Regions from separate parts of the Sus scrofa genome. Here region 2 is linked to region 1. Evidence: chromatin contacts called from public HiChIP or PLAC-seq data. All regions are on one chromosome and are shown on one strand. Each heading gives the region's core, a stretch centred on a gene start, on an enhancer-like site or on the middle of the called end of the contact. The rest is flanking DNA. Distances are from core to core; before and after follow the strand shown. Region 1 overlaps C10H9orf3 (aminopeptidase O). Region 2 overlaps C10H9orf3 (aminopeptidase O).

Evidence for each region. HiChIP or PLAC-seq counts read pairs in DNA pulled down with a chosen protein or histone mark.
Region 2: a contact with region 1 is called in an H3K27ac HiChIP or PLAC-seq map of alveolar macrophages. The contact joins two enhancer-like sites. A contact is called at or near these places in 2 of 47 Hi-C or Micro-C datasets (epiblast stem cells and mesenchymal stem cells) and 1 of 2 datasets of contacts at active chromatin or transcription factors (alveolar macrophages).

The regions. Positions count from the first base shown.
Region 1 is chr10:27,097,826-27,104,565 of Sscrofa11.1, reverse strand. C10H9orf3 (aminopeptidase O) reads left to right here. Exons shown (of 19, transcript XR_002336299.1): 15 at 1,147-1,263. Among named protein-coding and RNA genes, the nearest start is that of MIR23B, 21 kb to the right of the region's middle. Within about 2 kb of position 5,290, at least 15 of the 83 cell types and tissues checked have an H3K27ac peak or open chromatin away from gene starts, as enhancers often do. A contact at or near this core is called in alveolar macrophages, where this site is marked.
Region 2 is chr10:27,234,462-27,241,112 of Sscrofa11.1, reverse strand. C10H9orf3 (aminopeptidase O) reads left to right here. Exons shown (of 19, transcript XR_002336299.1): 7 at 194-300. Among named protein-coding and RNA genes, the nearest start is that of MIR23B, 160 kb to the right of the region's middle. Within about 2 kb of position 1,347, at least 50 of the 83 cell types and tissues checked have an H3K27ac peak or open chromatin away from gene starts, as enhancers often do. A contact at or near this core is called in alveolar macrophages, where this site is marked.

The DNA.
Region 1 (6,740 bases), core at 4,041-6,540:
AGTGAAAAGGACAGATATTTTTAAGTTCTTGGATTTCATAAGTATTGTTTGTTCACAGATGAGTTCATTTTTGAACCACGTAAAAACTATTTCCTCTCTGCCCTTAACTAGAACACCATTTTTACTTATCCAGTATGAAAACTCAGGAATATGGGTGATCTTGTGTGTGTGTGTGTGTGTGTGTGTGTGGTGTATGTGTGTGTATAAAATAATACATACATGCACATATAATCATATACATATACAACCTTTTTTTAATGGAATAATGTAATGAACTTACAGTTTTTATAATGGAGGGAGACATGGTTCTAGTTCCATTACATGCTCTTTAGTTTTTGGTATACATTTTCAAGATTTATATGGTAAAGAAGGAAATCTGAAAGTTGCTTCATGTTTCTGCTAAACTACCATGTGTTTACCTAAGGTTACGTGGTTTCTTGAGTATTTGTCTAGGCTAAATGACACTTTCTGTCATATGCATGCCGTAAATAAAAAGATCTAATAAAACTATGATAATGTTTTGTTAAAATAGGCGCAGTTTTTATCATTCACCATGTGTATATGTACATTAAATCATCACATTGTACACCTTAGAAAAACATACGGTGTACACCCTAAAAAGGTAAACACAGTTTTGATCTGCTCTTAAATATAGAAATGACATGGAAAATAGGGCTTAATGAGGCCCCAGAAAGCAGAGTCTTTGGGGATACACTGTAAACCTTGAGGTTTTGGAGTTCCCGTCGTAGCTCAGCGGAAATGAATCTGACTGGTATCCATGAGGATTCAGGTTTGGTCCCTGGCCTCGTTCAGTGGGTTAAGGATCCTGTGGCGTAGGCCTTGAGCTGTGGTTTAGGTCACAGACCTGGCTTGGAGCCTGTGGTGTAGGCCTGCAGCTGCAGCTCCAATTCGACCCTTGGCTTGGGAACCTCCATGTGCCATGGGTTCGGGCCTAAAAAGACAAAAATAAGTAGATAAATAAACCTTGAGGTTTTACCAGAGTCAAGTCAGCAGCCTTCCTGTGTTTCAGACAGCGGCTGGAAGTGCCCAAGTTACCCTTGATTTGCTGTCTTCGGTCTGAACGTTTGGGTGTAATTTCTCAAAAGCTGCACGGCATCTTCACGGGCTGTTCGTTTTTGCCCTCAGCTTCTTCCAGACCAGCTGCTCTTGCTTCTGGAGCATCTCTTAGAGCAGACGACCTTGAACCCTCGAACCCTGCAACGCCTTGAGCGGACATACCACCTCCCGGAGCAGGATGCAGAGGTAACAAGGAACGCCCTCGACTTAAATTGTGGGCCCTCCCCGTGGGTGAAGAATGATGGTCCCCTTGAGTCCCCACCTGTTGGAACTGCTCTTCCATTAACCACACCCGTGCTGTGTGCTTACCAGTGAAGAGCCGTACTTGAGGCATAGGGTGAACTGCTTCTCTGGGGGTGCTTGCTCCAGTGGGGGGCCTCTGATCCCGGTCATTGCCAGGGCATGAGGTCCTGAGTTTTTCCCCCTCTTTCTTCTTAAATCACCAAGGTGGACAGACGCCTCTTCAAGGAATGCATAGGCGGGTTGAATTGAGTGTTTTTGAATTGTGAACTCAGGCGGGTCATCTTATGCACGATGGTGGTGCCGTCCTGTTGCATGCTTAAGGAAACTTGGCTCAGATGTGCCAGTGCTTCTTGGTAGCATTCAGTTAGGACAGGAAAGGAGCCATGTGGAAAGGAAATGAAAACTAAAGCTAACAGCCGTGGTTTGAAAAGCAAAATTGGATGCTTATGGGAAAGCAATTTGACGTGGTCCTTAATATCTTTTAGCTTATGGTGAAGAATGCAGTGTGAATCCTAAGACAAGTTGCAGGGTTTTTTAAACCTGGAAAATACTATGCAGTGTATTTAGTCATCTGAAGTAAAGACTTAAGCACGCAGTCAGAAAAGCTGTTTTATATAGAACTCCTAAAACGCAGGTAAGTTGGATTTGTGTTTAGAGAATTACTGAATATGTAAAAACTGTGCAGTTCATGATGGCAGCCGTCAGGCACATGTGGCCGTTGAGCACTTGGTATGTGGCTGCTTCACATTGAGAGATGCTATGAAATGCATGGTGGATATTGAACCCAGAGGATAGAAAGAGGAAGCAAAATACCCCAGTAATTTTTTCTTGTTGATCGCCTTGTCAAAATGATACTTTAGACTCCGTGGGTTAAATATTATTCAGATTAATCTTGCCATTGTTAAAAGGGAGTACATCGAGAAAAGCCGGCTTGTTGTTAGGTTAAAAGATGGTAAGATGGACTTTGTTATACATTTTTAAGCCCTTAACGTAAAATTTAGGATTTAATGTAAAAAAGAGAGAGAAGACATATGTAGTTTTTTTTTTAACCCATCTGAGCATAGATGAAATGTGCAACTGTTACTGTTTACTTCAGCTCTTTATATTTTTGTTTATAGGAGTTTCCAAATGCCAGCCTGTTATTTTTAATTAGTGTTTAAAGGAGGGCTCTATTTATAGGCATGAGGTTATGCTTTAATCAGAGCTGAATACCACTGAAATGCCAGGCCTCAGTGACGGGCAGGCAGTGGACAGACGGAGGCGGGAGGATCAAAGCAGGTGCCGGGCACCTGTCCCTCCTCGTCCAGAAGCCGGGAGGTGGGAGACCCTGTTTCCCCCGCCCCCACCCCTTCCTCTTGGCATAAACATAAAGCACATCCTGTTCTTAACTTACAGCTCAACTTGCTTGTTATATATAACTTCTTAAACCTTTGAGAAATACAACAAGTTTTATTTTGGTTGCTTGTTTTTCAATCTCACAAAATATACCACGATGCCCAAAGCCTGGGCAGTCTCTTCAGATGTGGTTCTTTGGTGATGAGAGACTGAGGCCTGAGGAAAGCTCTGCTCGGTTTGAGTAGCTAGCGTGCCCAGCATTCGTGCGGTTCACGGATGCTTAACTCTGCCAGGCACCAGGGATGCAGCAGTGGCGAGGGTCAACCTCAGGAAGTTTGTATTTTGGAAAGACAGCTCATACGTAAATGAACAGGACAGCCTCAGATAAAGAGCAGCAAAGGAGAGTACTGGTGACATGGGCTGGGTGTCTCCAGGTAGAGTGCAGGAAAGGCCACAAAGAGAATGTGACATTCGAGCCAGCACCTAAGGACAGGAATGAGTTGGCCATGTAAAGCCAAGGGTCAGGGCTGGTTTCCATACGGAGGTGACAACAGGTACAGGAGTCTGAACATGGCATAGGGGGTCAGCCAAGTTTTTCTGTAAAGGAGCAGATTTTGATAGCTTAGGCCGTACAGTTTCTGCCACAACTAACTAGTCCCCTCTGCTGCTGTGGCTCCAAAGCTGCCGTGACAGCATGTACACGAACAGACGTGCCTTGTTTCAGTAAAGGTGTTTATGGTCCCTGAAACTTGAATTTCATATAATTATCACATCTCAAGATAATTCTTCTTGGTGCTGTTCCTTTTTAAAACTATTCTAAGACGTCCACCCCACTCCTACTAGCTGTGGGCCCGTTTGGCCTGCCCCCTCTGGAGCTGGTTGACCCCTACTTTGGGACCTCGGGTTGAGGTCAGGGGGGCACAGGGCCCAGATCAGGGGAGGCCCTGAGGCCTGACCATGTGCCACTGCCTTGCCCCTTCCCAGGCCCTCTGGGGCCCCGGCATGTGGTCAGTTACACTGACGGCTTAGCTCACTGTGAGGTTGCCTTGAAATGTCACTCAGAACCAGAAAAGCAACAGGATTTTGACCAACCAGGGTGTTTTCTAGAAACTTTATTAGTTAAATGTGATTTATTGTGACACTGATTAGCAGGAATTTTGTTGACTAGCCATCTGCCTTTATCTTAAGTGACAGAACATTTCATGGGAGAAAGATTTGTTATTTGGTGGAAAAATGAGGATTCTGACTCTGTTCTAGGTGCTGCTTCTTGACCAAACATAGCAGGATCGTCCCTTTCAGTTGTTATCAGAGCTTGCTAATGTGGAATAAATAGTAGTCATTTGAAACATGGCTGAAGATACTGGCATGTGGCAGGTTGTGTGTGGAGTGGTTGCAGTGGGACGTGGCCCTGGAGCTATTTTGCTGGCAGGGAGCAAATGCGAGTTAAGGCCCCAACACCCTGTTCAGGGTGCTGCCCCAGGCGCCGGGACTGTGCTGTTGAATTGGGCGTCTGTGCGCAGCAGCCGGGAGTGCCCCTGGCAATGGGGGCTTTATTCCTCATCCTTAAGAGGTACAGAAAGGCTCCCCTCACTCTTCCCAAAAGCACAGATGTGAAGTCACTTTTCGAGAGGGCGAGGCCACCCCTTCCCTAGCTCGTCTAAGCCCCTCATTGCCCAGCGCATCGCTTATTGGCAAAACGGCATGTTCTGGAAAGTACTGGGAGCCTCCGTGGTGCAAGAAGCCTGCGCTAGGGTGGCCCCCGATCCTTCTTTCTGTTCAGTAGTCATTTTAGCGTCTTTGCCATCACCTCCCCCCTGCCCCTGTCCCCTCCCATCTTCCTTCTCAGTGGTGGTGGTGGGGGAACTGACACTGGCCCCCTGGGAGGTTTATTTTAATTCTTTCATTCTTTTATTTTATTTGATTCTTTCTGTGTTGCTCCACATTTGTATTAGTTGTGTTGCTTTTGTGTATCAGTTGTGTTCCCGGGATGTCTGTTCTGTTGGTCAGGATTTCTGAGCATGATGACCAGCTTGATGGTGATGGTGACCAGCTGTTGGCATGTCAGGGGCACAGAGTTGCTGATGTGCCTGCCTTGTGGGTGGTGGGAATACACAGGTCTGCCCCGTGTGTTCAGAATCTTAAAGGAAAAATGCGTGAGCGCAAATATCCTAAGCCGGGCACAGTAACACGTGTCCTCTCAGGCCATTTTGTGCCTTGCCTCTTGGGTGGCACTCTTGTCTGAAAAGAAGGTCGCTGGAGAAGGAATATTTGCATTCCTTAGCCTAGAAACCAACACTTAACTACAGGAGTCAACCGTGTGCCACCTCTGGAGTCAAACCTCCAGCCATATCCTGGGCTGCTCTCCCAGGTGAGAAAATGGACTGAAGGAAACTTAGTTCATAGAAATGCATCGTCTGTAGTTTCTGAGCAGATCGGTTCAAATAGAGAGCCATAAAGGTTTTTAAATATTGGACAACTGATTCTTGGAACAGAAGCTGTTTTCTGAAACCCTTTTAAAAATGAGTTTCAGCAAGTCTCTTAAGCTGTAAAAATAGCTCTCCCATGGTACTGGGGTGAGGCTTCTGTGCAACTTGGCCCTGTGACCTTTCTTCCTCAAGAGCCCCATGCCTGACCTTGAAGCAACCTTATTTCCACAGACTCCGGTGGAACATTTCGAAACTGGGACGCCTCAGATGAATGTTCAGAAAATCCAGAAACAAACAGGAACTCACCGCCTCATCTGGCTTAGATGGGAGTGGTGCGTGTTAGTCAGAAAAGTCCCCGTGGTGCCATGCTCTGCTCTGATGTCTCAGTTGGTAGGTTGAGCCAGAAGATTAATTTTCAGGGAGAGGCCACCATCAGCACCAGGTCATCCCCTCCCAGTATTGGGGGAAGATGTGTTGGTTGAAAGGAAGAGACCCCTTAGGTGAGTTTGGGGTCGAAAGAGTGGGTGCTGCATCTGTCTTCCCCTGGCACCCAGTCTCTGCTCACGGCTACCACTCTTCCTGGTACTGGCTGAGTCATTGACCTAGCAACAAGCTGAACTTGGTCCCAGGTCCCCAAATGGCTGGTGGCCACTTAAAAGTCACGTACCTTCAGGAGCCCCATTTTCCTTGTCTGCATGGCAGTGGCCTGGACTGGACTGCTGGCTCTCAGCAGAGAGAAAGAGAAGAAAGTAGTGTTAAGAGCACTTGGGCATCTGGTCACAGAATTCTTGATCTGGGGGCTTGGGAGAGTTTTTTTTTGGGGGGGGGATGGTGCTTTAAATCAAGTTATCTCAACCTGGCATTTTGGACATAGGAGCAGATAATTCTTTGGGGCGGGAGCTCCCTGTGCATTGTAGGATATATTGCATCCCAGGCCTTTTTCCATGAGATGCCAAAAGCATCCTCTCCCTGCTTCCTTACCCCAGTTTTGGCAACTGAAAATGCCTGCAGACATCGCTAAACGTCTCCTGGGAGATAGAGTCATCCAGGTTAAGAACCAGTGCTCTAAAGCAGCAATTGACCACAAAAGGCAACTTTTTCGTCTCATCTAAAAAAGTCTCTGAACCCAGAGTGGTTAGAACCCAGAGTGGAATGGCTAGAACATAGTTAACTACCTCTGGGGCCACCGTGAGCCAGCTGTATTTTCCCAAGGTGCCAAAGAATGTCACCTTGAGTGAGGTGAAAACAAAATGCTTCACATGGAAGAAAAAGAAGGAATTGCAAACTCAAGTAGCAGTAGCAAGTAAATCTCAGGAAGCGGGTTGGTAAGCAAGGACAAACCTGTTTTACCAGTAGTACACAGAGAAGCCACGCCAGCATCTGGCTGCATTCTGCTCTGAAAAGGACACTTTCAAGGTTGACTGCAAATGGAAAAACATCCAACCTTGCAGGCCTTTCCCCTCCTGACTGATTTTCCTCTGCTTCAGGTGGAAGAGCCCTTGAAAACCTTGTAAACTGGCTGCCTTCCCTGGTGGGTTTTTTACACATTTCAGGGAGGGCATGGATTTGAATACATTGTCAGTAAGAGAACTCAGGGTTTGTTGGAAAAGAAAAATAGCAGCATAGCATTTATTTGAAGTCCACAGGTAGAAGGTGCAG
Region 2 (6,651 bases), core at 98-2,597, 140 kb before region 1:
AGAGGCCCTCTGACCCCTCTACTACTAGGGCACAAGGCAAGGCAGGGGCCTCTGTGCCACCGACGCCCCCAACCCCCTCTTCGCCTGCAAAAAAACCAAAACTCTCCGCTCCATGGGACGGCTCTGACCCTGCGTGAGGACAACAGTGACTGTGTTTTGTGCATATGTGTCTGTGTGTCTGTGGTCTAAGCAGCTGGCCCCCCACGAGGCCCAGGAGCAGCAGGAGCTGAGGGCTTGCCTGCGCTGGCGTCGCCTCCGGGACGAGGTGCGGAGCTCCCCTGAGGAGATGCAGGTGTTGAGGTAAAGCATCACGTGATCCCGCCCCCCTCCTTTCCTTCAAGCCTCATCCAGGCCATCTCCTTAAATCGGCTGTTTCCTTTTAAAATTAAATTGGGCTGGATTACTCATCCTCCCAGGGACAGGATTGTTATGTTTTAAGTCGTTCAGGGTGTGGGTTTGGATTTGCCTTCTGACATTTTCCCTGGGTGTCTATTCAGGAAAAAAAAAAAGCACGGGGCCGTTTCCGGGACCACATTCTTCACTTGAGGTCGTAATAGTCACTCTGTGTGGTGGCTGCGGACTTGGAGAAGGTTAAAGTCCGGTAGCCTGGCAGACAGTAACCCTTGAAAGCCAAACGGGGTGGGGGGAAGAAAAAAAACCTTTAGGAAAATATTGATTCCTAAGTGTTTAGTAGTAACAGATGTTTGTGTCAATGGGGCCTTTTGTTCCGGATGCAGCCCCGCAGGAGGCCACTCCTGTGCTGGTGGGAGGATTCTGCTCTCAGCTCCTGTGTTTTATTTTCTGAGTGTGTCCTGCAGCACTTGTTAAGGATTACTTCTTGCCATTTTTTTTTTCTTTTTTTTTTGGTTCCTCTGTTTGCTCCTTCTCGTCAGGTCTCTAAATAGTTGTTTATCTGAAACCTCAAGCCTAGGCCCCAGGAGCACTGCAGTTGCCATGGCAACAGAAGCTTCCCTCCTGCCCCCTCTTGCTTGGAGCCCAGCCTTTGGACTCGGTGGTCAGACAGGTGGGAAGGCGGCCATCCAGGAGTCACCCCTCTTTTTAGATGGCTGTCCTGAAGGCCAATTCCTGGGCAGAAGCCCGCCTGCATGGATTTTGCTTCTGTTGTTTATTTTTAATAAACAACACCCCCCTGCAACACACACACACACACACACACACACACAGAGGTGGCTTCCCCCTAAGGCTGGAGTCTGAGGGAAATGCGGGCCCAGCCTGACCCCAGCGAGGCCGACCAGTCCTTCTGTGCTGCCCGGCAGCCAGGGTGTGGCCGCTCTTCCCACGAAGAAGTCCCCCCTCTCACGCTAACTGCTGCTGTGGCTGACTCATCCATTGTTTAGGAAAGCCAGAGCCAGGAGCCCTGCCTGCCCCACCCAGCGCCACTGTTCACACATCCGGTCACTCAGCCAGCGGGATGGCCACACCCACGGCCAGCGTGCACAGGGTCCCTGCTCTCATGCAACTCGCGGTCAGTTGGGCCCCTCTTGCATGCACGGCTAGTGACAGGTGGTAAGAAGCGGTGTGAAGGGAGCACAGAGATTGACAGCAAGGAGGATGCCTCTCTGTAGAGCACCAAGGCCTTAAGGCAGGAGGCACACGGCTTGGCATGCTGGTGCTGGAGGGACAGAGAGGAGGGCAGCGTGGTAGGAAGAGCAGGGAGAGGCAGGCAGGCGCTGGAGCTTCCAGCCTTCCCCCAAGTGCAACTGGAAGCCGCCCAGGGCCTTCAGCAGGGAAGGATCCCTGCTCTGCGGGCAGCAGACAAAAAGCAAGGAGATGGGTTAGAACGTGGCAGTAGACGGTCACGCTTCCAGTCCTGCTGGTCACAGGACAGACACGAGAAGCCAACCTATTTAAGACAAGTTTTGGCAGTGGGACTGGCAGGTCTTTGGTCTATTGAGTGTGGAGAGGAGGCAACTGAAAGTGTCCAGAATGACTTCTAGGCTTTTGACTTGAGCAGCTGGGCAGACAGATGGCGGTGCCATGTGGTGAGATGGTACAGACTCCGGGTGGAGCAGGCTTTGGAGGGAAGAATCAAGATTCCCATTCGGCATGTGTTAAGGTTGACGTGCCAAATAGATACTCAACTATTGAGAACTCAGTGGGGTTTACAAGTCAGGAGCTCACTGGAAAAAATGGGGACATTCAGCCTATGGCTACTGACAATCCCAAGCCTGGTAAAATCACTGGGAAAGAAGAAGGTGGGAGAAGAGGTTGGGAGGAAGAGGCGGAGCCAGCGGAGGAGCTGGGGAAATCAGTGCAGAGAGAACCCAGGTGCCAGGAGTCCTGGAAGTCAGGAAAGGGAGTGAGTCAAAAATTGTATTGGGAAAATAACAATTAAAAAAAAAGAAAAGAAAAGAAAGAAAAGAAAGTGAGTCAAGAAGATGGGAATGGGATGTTGGATGCTGCCGAGGGCCGTGGGACGGGGAGGGAGAGAAGGGGCCCTGGAGTGAGTGTGGGCCCTGCAAAGGATGCTGGTGACCTTGACGGGCATGCATGTATTCATGAGTTGTGGAGAAGGGAGCTAGATCGAAGTGACGAGTGAGGGGAGATCAGGAAGCAGAGACACTGGGTGTGGACTGTGTGAGAGAAGTTGTGCCGGAAGGGGAGGTAGATGAAGATCAGAGAGGTTTGTTTTAAGGTGGCTGCTGCGGGAGCACACTTATGTGCGAGCTGTAACTAGGCCAATCCCGTCAGCTCTCAAGGCTCGATGCTTCCATTCCCCAAGTCCTTTGGAAGCCTCCCGTTCTGCATGCCCCTAGTCCTTTGGTGGAGTTAGGGGCATTATAATTAACATTCCTTGGAGTTCCCGTTGTGGCTCAGCAGGTAAGGAACCCGACCAGTATCCACGAAGACACAGGTTCAAGCCCTGGCTCCCCAGGTCAAGGATCCGGCCTGGCCGTGAGCTGCGGCATAGGTCACAGATGTGGCTCGGATCTGGCATTGCTGGGTGTGGTGTAGGCCGGCAGCTGCAGCTCCGATTTGACCTCTCGCCTGGGACCTTCCACATGTTGCAGGTGTGGCCCTAAGAAGCAAAAATAATAAGAATAATAATAGTAATAACATTACTTGATGAAATAAGTTCCCAGCTTATAAGCAGTCAGAAGGACAGTGGGAAATCCGTACACATGTGCAGAGAGCGTTAGCTCTAGACTTGGTGGTGCTTCTAATGTCCAAGAGCTTGTCCTTTGTGTGTGGAGCTGGGAGAAGGAATACACTATTTTTAGACCCCTGTGCTAGAAGGCTTATTATGGCATTTGTTTTTCTTAGTATTCAGAAATTGTGTTTGCCTAAATTTAGGCTAACCGTGAAATGACTGCATTTGAAAGATTTGTTGCACATCACTATAGAAAATATTGTTATCCGATGCACTGACCGTGAAGAGGAAATGTTTCTGAACCGATCCCAAGTTACATAGTCTAGGTTTAGTTTCCTCTCCTTCCCTAGAATCCTCCCTTAAATGGGCACGGAGAGCCTCAAAATAAGTGAAAGGAAGAACCAGACTTGTGAGAATCTGTCCTCAGATTTTTGTTGTACTACACAGATGAGACCTGGAAAGAAGTCCCGGGAAACCACACAGTAATCAAAGGTGTTATCTTTCTGGTCTTGAAATGATGGACCAAGAACAACTTAGAAATCTGGGTTTCAGGAGTTCCCATCGTGGCTCAGTGGTTAACAAATCTGACTAGGAACCATGAGGTTGCAAGTTCGATCCCTGGCCTTGCTCAGTGGGTTAAGGATCCCGAGTTGCCATGAGCTGTGGTGTAGGTCCAGCGTTGCTGTGGCTGTGGTGCAGGCCAGCGGCTACAGCTCTGATTTGACCCCTAGCCTGGGAACCTCCATATGCTGTGTGGCCCAAGAAAAGACAAAGAAAAGAAAAAGAAATCTTGGTTTCATGTTGCCAGACAGTGGAAGCATCTCTTGCCCGTCTTTGCAGCAACGTTCATCATGGTGGACCACTCCCTCTTTCTAAAAACACTTTCTTCGCTTCTGTGTGTCACACTCTCCTTGATCTCCTTCTGTCTCCATGCCAGTGCTTCCCCATCTTTCCTGCTGGCTGTTATCCATCTTCACTTAGATGACTCACGGCTCGAAAGCCTGGTTACAGTGTCTAACATCATACAGCTGATAAAGGGCAGAGTGGGGATTAAAACAATCCTCTCTTCCCTATACCATCCGTCTGCCTCCAAAGAACTTGATTTTAGTGGCCCTCAAAAAAAAGAAGGAAAAAAAAAAGTTCTCATCGTGGCTCAGCAGGTGAAAAACCTGACTAGTATCCATGAAGACGAGGGTCCCATCGCTGGCCTTGCTCAGTGCCTTAGGGATCTGGCATGGCTGAAGGCCCGCCACTGTAGCTCTCATGAGACCCCTAGTCTGGGAACGTCCATGTGCCCCTAAAATGCAAAAACAGAACAAAAACAAGAAACCTCCAGGTGTCTTGAACTGTGGAAGGACATGAAGATTGGGCTAAAATAAATATCCTTGGACCAAGCGTCTTTATCTTTTACACATGAGAGTGTCTATCTGATTATTTCAGTCAATATCTGGGAGGGAAAGAAAAACTCAATATTGTGTTGATCATAGATACTGGAGGAGTATTAACAAAGCGAGACGAGAAAAACTCAAATTAGGTTTGTCTCGGACTTGCTAATTTCAGTAATTTAGGAGAACTCTTTTCCGTTTGCGCCTTGAACACACCCAGCGTAGAAGCATGGCTCTCATCAAAGGTGCCTTAAATGGACCTGGTCGTAAGTTTCATTTGGTTCCAAGAGTTCCATGTGTTTTCCCACACCCTTCTCAGCCTTCACTGGCTGGGGAGCCTATAGTGCGGCTTCAGGCTCCTGAGGCATGGTCTCCAAAAGCGAGGGTCGCATTACTGACTCCAAGCCTTTTCGCGTTGGTTAATTATTAAAATGCCTTTCCCATCGATGAGACCCAGGGGCTCTCTCCAGGCGCTCCCCCGCCCCTCCTCCAGCCCCGGGCAGACCCATTTGCCAGGCAAGGCTTGGGCTCGCTGCTCTTCCACTCTGCCCTGCCTGACCACCACCTCTTGGCTCTCTCATTTGTCCTCCCAACCCCGGCCTAAGAGCTCCCCCCGCCCCCAACTCCTCGGTCCAGGGCTGCAGCCTTGACTCTTGACAAGGAAGCTGCAAGGAGGCTTCTGAAAGCCTTGGTCTCTAGGGTTTAGCTGCCTCCAGCATCTTCTGAGTGCTTTCAGTTAGCCTATCGATGACAGGCCGGCGAGATGGAAGAGCTCCGGTGACAGAGTCAGAGGCCATCTCTCTTGCTTTTGATTGTTTGTGATTTATTACCACTCCCCCCCCTTTTCTGGATTCATTGTTCAAGTCAAGCCCATGCTGAGAAAAACATGAAAATGCGTTCCATTGAGGAGGTGCTGACAAGCCCAGAGCCCGCCCTGGCTCTTTCTAGATGCCGCTAGAATCTGAGAGACATGCAAACTGTACTCCTATCTTCCTTGTGAACCCCTCACCCCCGGGTCACAAAGACATCGCATAATAACAGGGAAACTCCCCCAAGTATGTGATTCTAGCTGTCGCCAGAACGAAAGGTGCACGCCACGAGTTCTGAGTTTGCATGATGCCACTGAGACTTTTTTTCCTGTTAAAAGTCTATGTGAAGTTTTCACCTTTAAAGTTTTTTTTTTTTTTTCAACATTTTTCTTTCTAATCCTTGAAGAACATAGCAATCTTCTCCCACCCACATGCGGGAACGGGTCCATTCGCAGCCGCATGAGCCTGCCTCATGGAAAAGCTCCAGCCCAGAGCTTCAGTCTTGGCCACCACGCCCCCACCTTGGGTCTGAACGCATTCTTCAGTCTCCACTGGCTCCGCAGGCCACGATTAAATCCCTGCATCCCCTCGGGCAACTCCACGGTGGAGTTTGGTGTTTATTCACACCTTCCCCTTGCCCATGCCTCCCCCCCCACCCTTCTCCTGCCTCCTGCCCCACCAGGGAGATTGAGGCCATCAGCCTGTTCTCAACTGGATTCTGTAAGCTCATCAGCACGCACGCCTACCCTGGCCGCTCAGATGCCTAACTGCCTACCTGTCAGTCGTCTTTCTTGGTCTTTTGTTTGTTTGTTTGTTTGCTTTTGAGGGCTGCATCCACAGCATATGGACGTTCCCAGGCTAGGGGTTGAATTGGAGCTGCAGCTGCCAGCCTTCACCACAACCACAGCAATTCAGGATCCAAGCTGGTCCTTAACCCACTAAGCGAGGCCAAGGATCGCACTTGCATCCCCATGGATGCTAGTCGGGTTCTTAACTAGTCCCAACCACAATAGGAACTCCCGACCTGTCAGTCTTAACACAGCTGAAGAAAATTTCTAGTTCCAGAAACAGAACTAGAAATGAGTATGCCTTGGTGCAGATCCTAGAGCTCCTTATGTAAGTGAGCTTTAAACCCCTCTGCCCACAAGGGAGACGGGAAGGACAGTCGGTCCACCAGGCGAGGATGGAGTGCTGATTACTTTGGACGTGACCAGGATCACAAGTCTAGGGAAACTTTTTTCCTAAGGTCCTTGTGCCCTTACGATCACCAGATTCTTTCTTTCTTTTTTTTTTTTTTTTTTTTTTTTTTTTTTTTTTTTTTTGTCTTTTTGCCATTTCTTGGGCC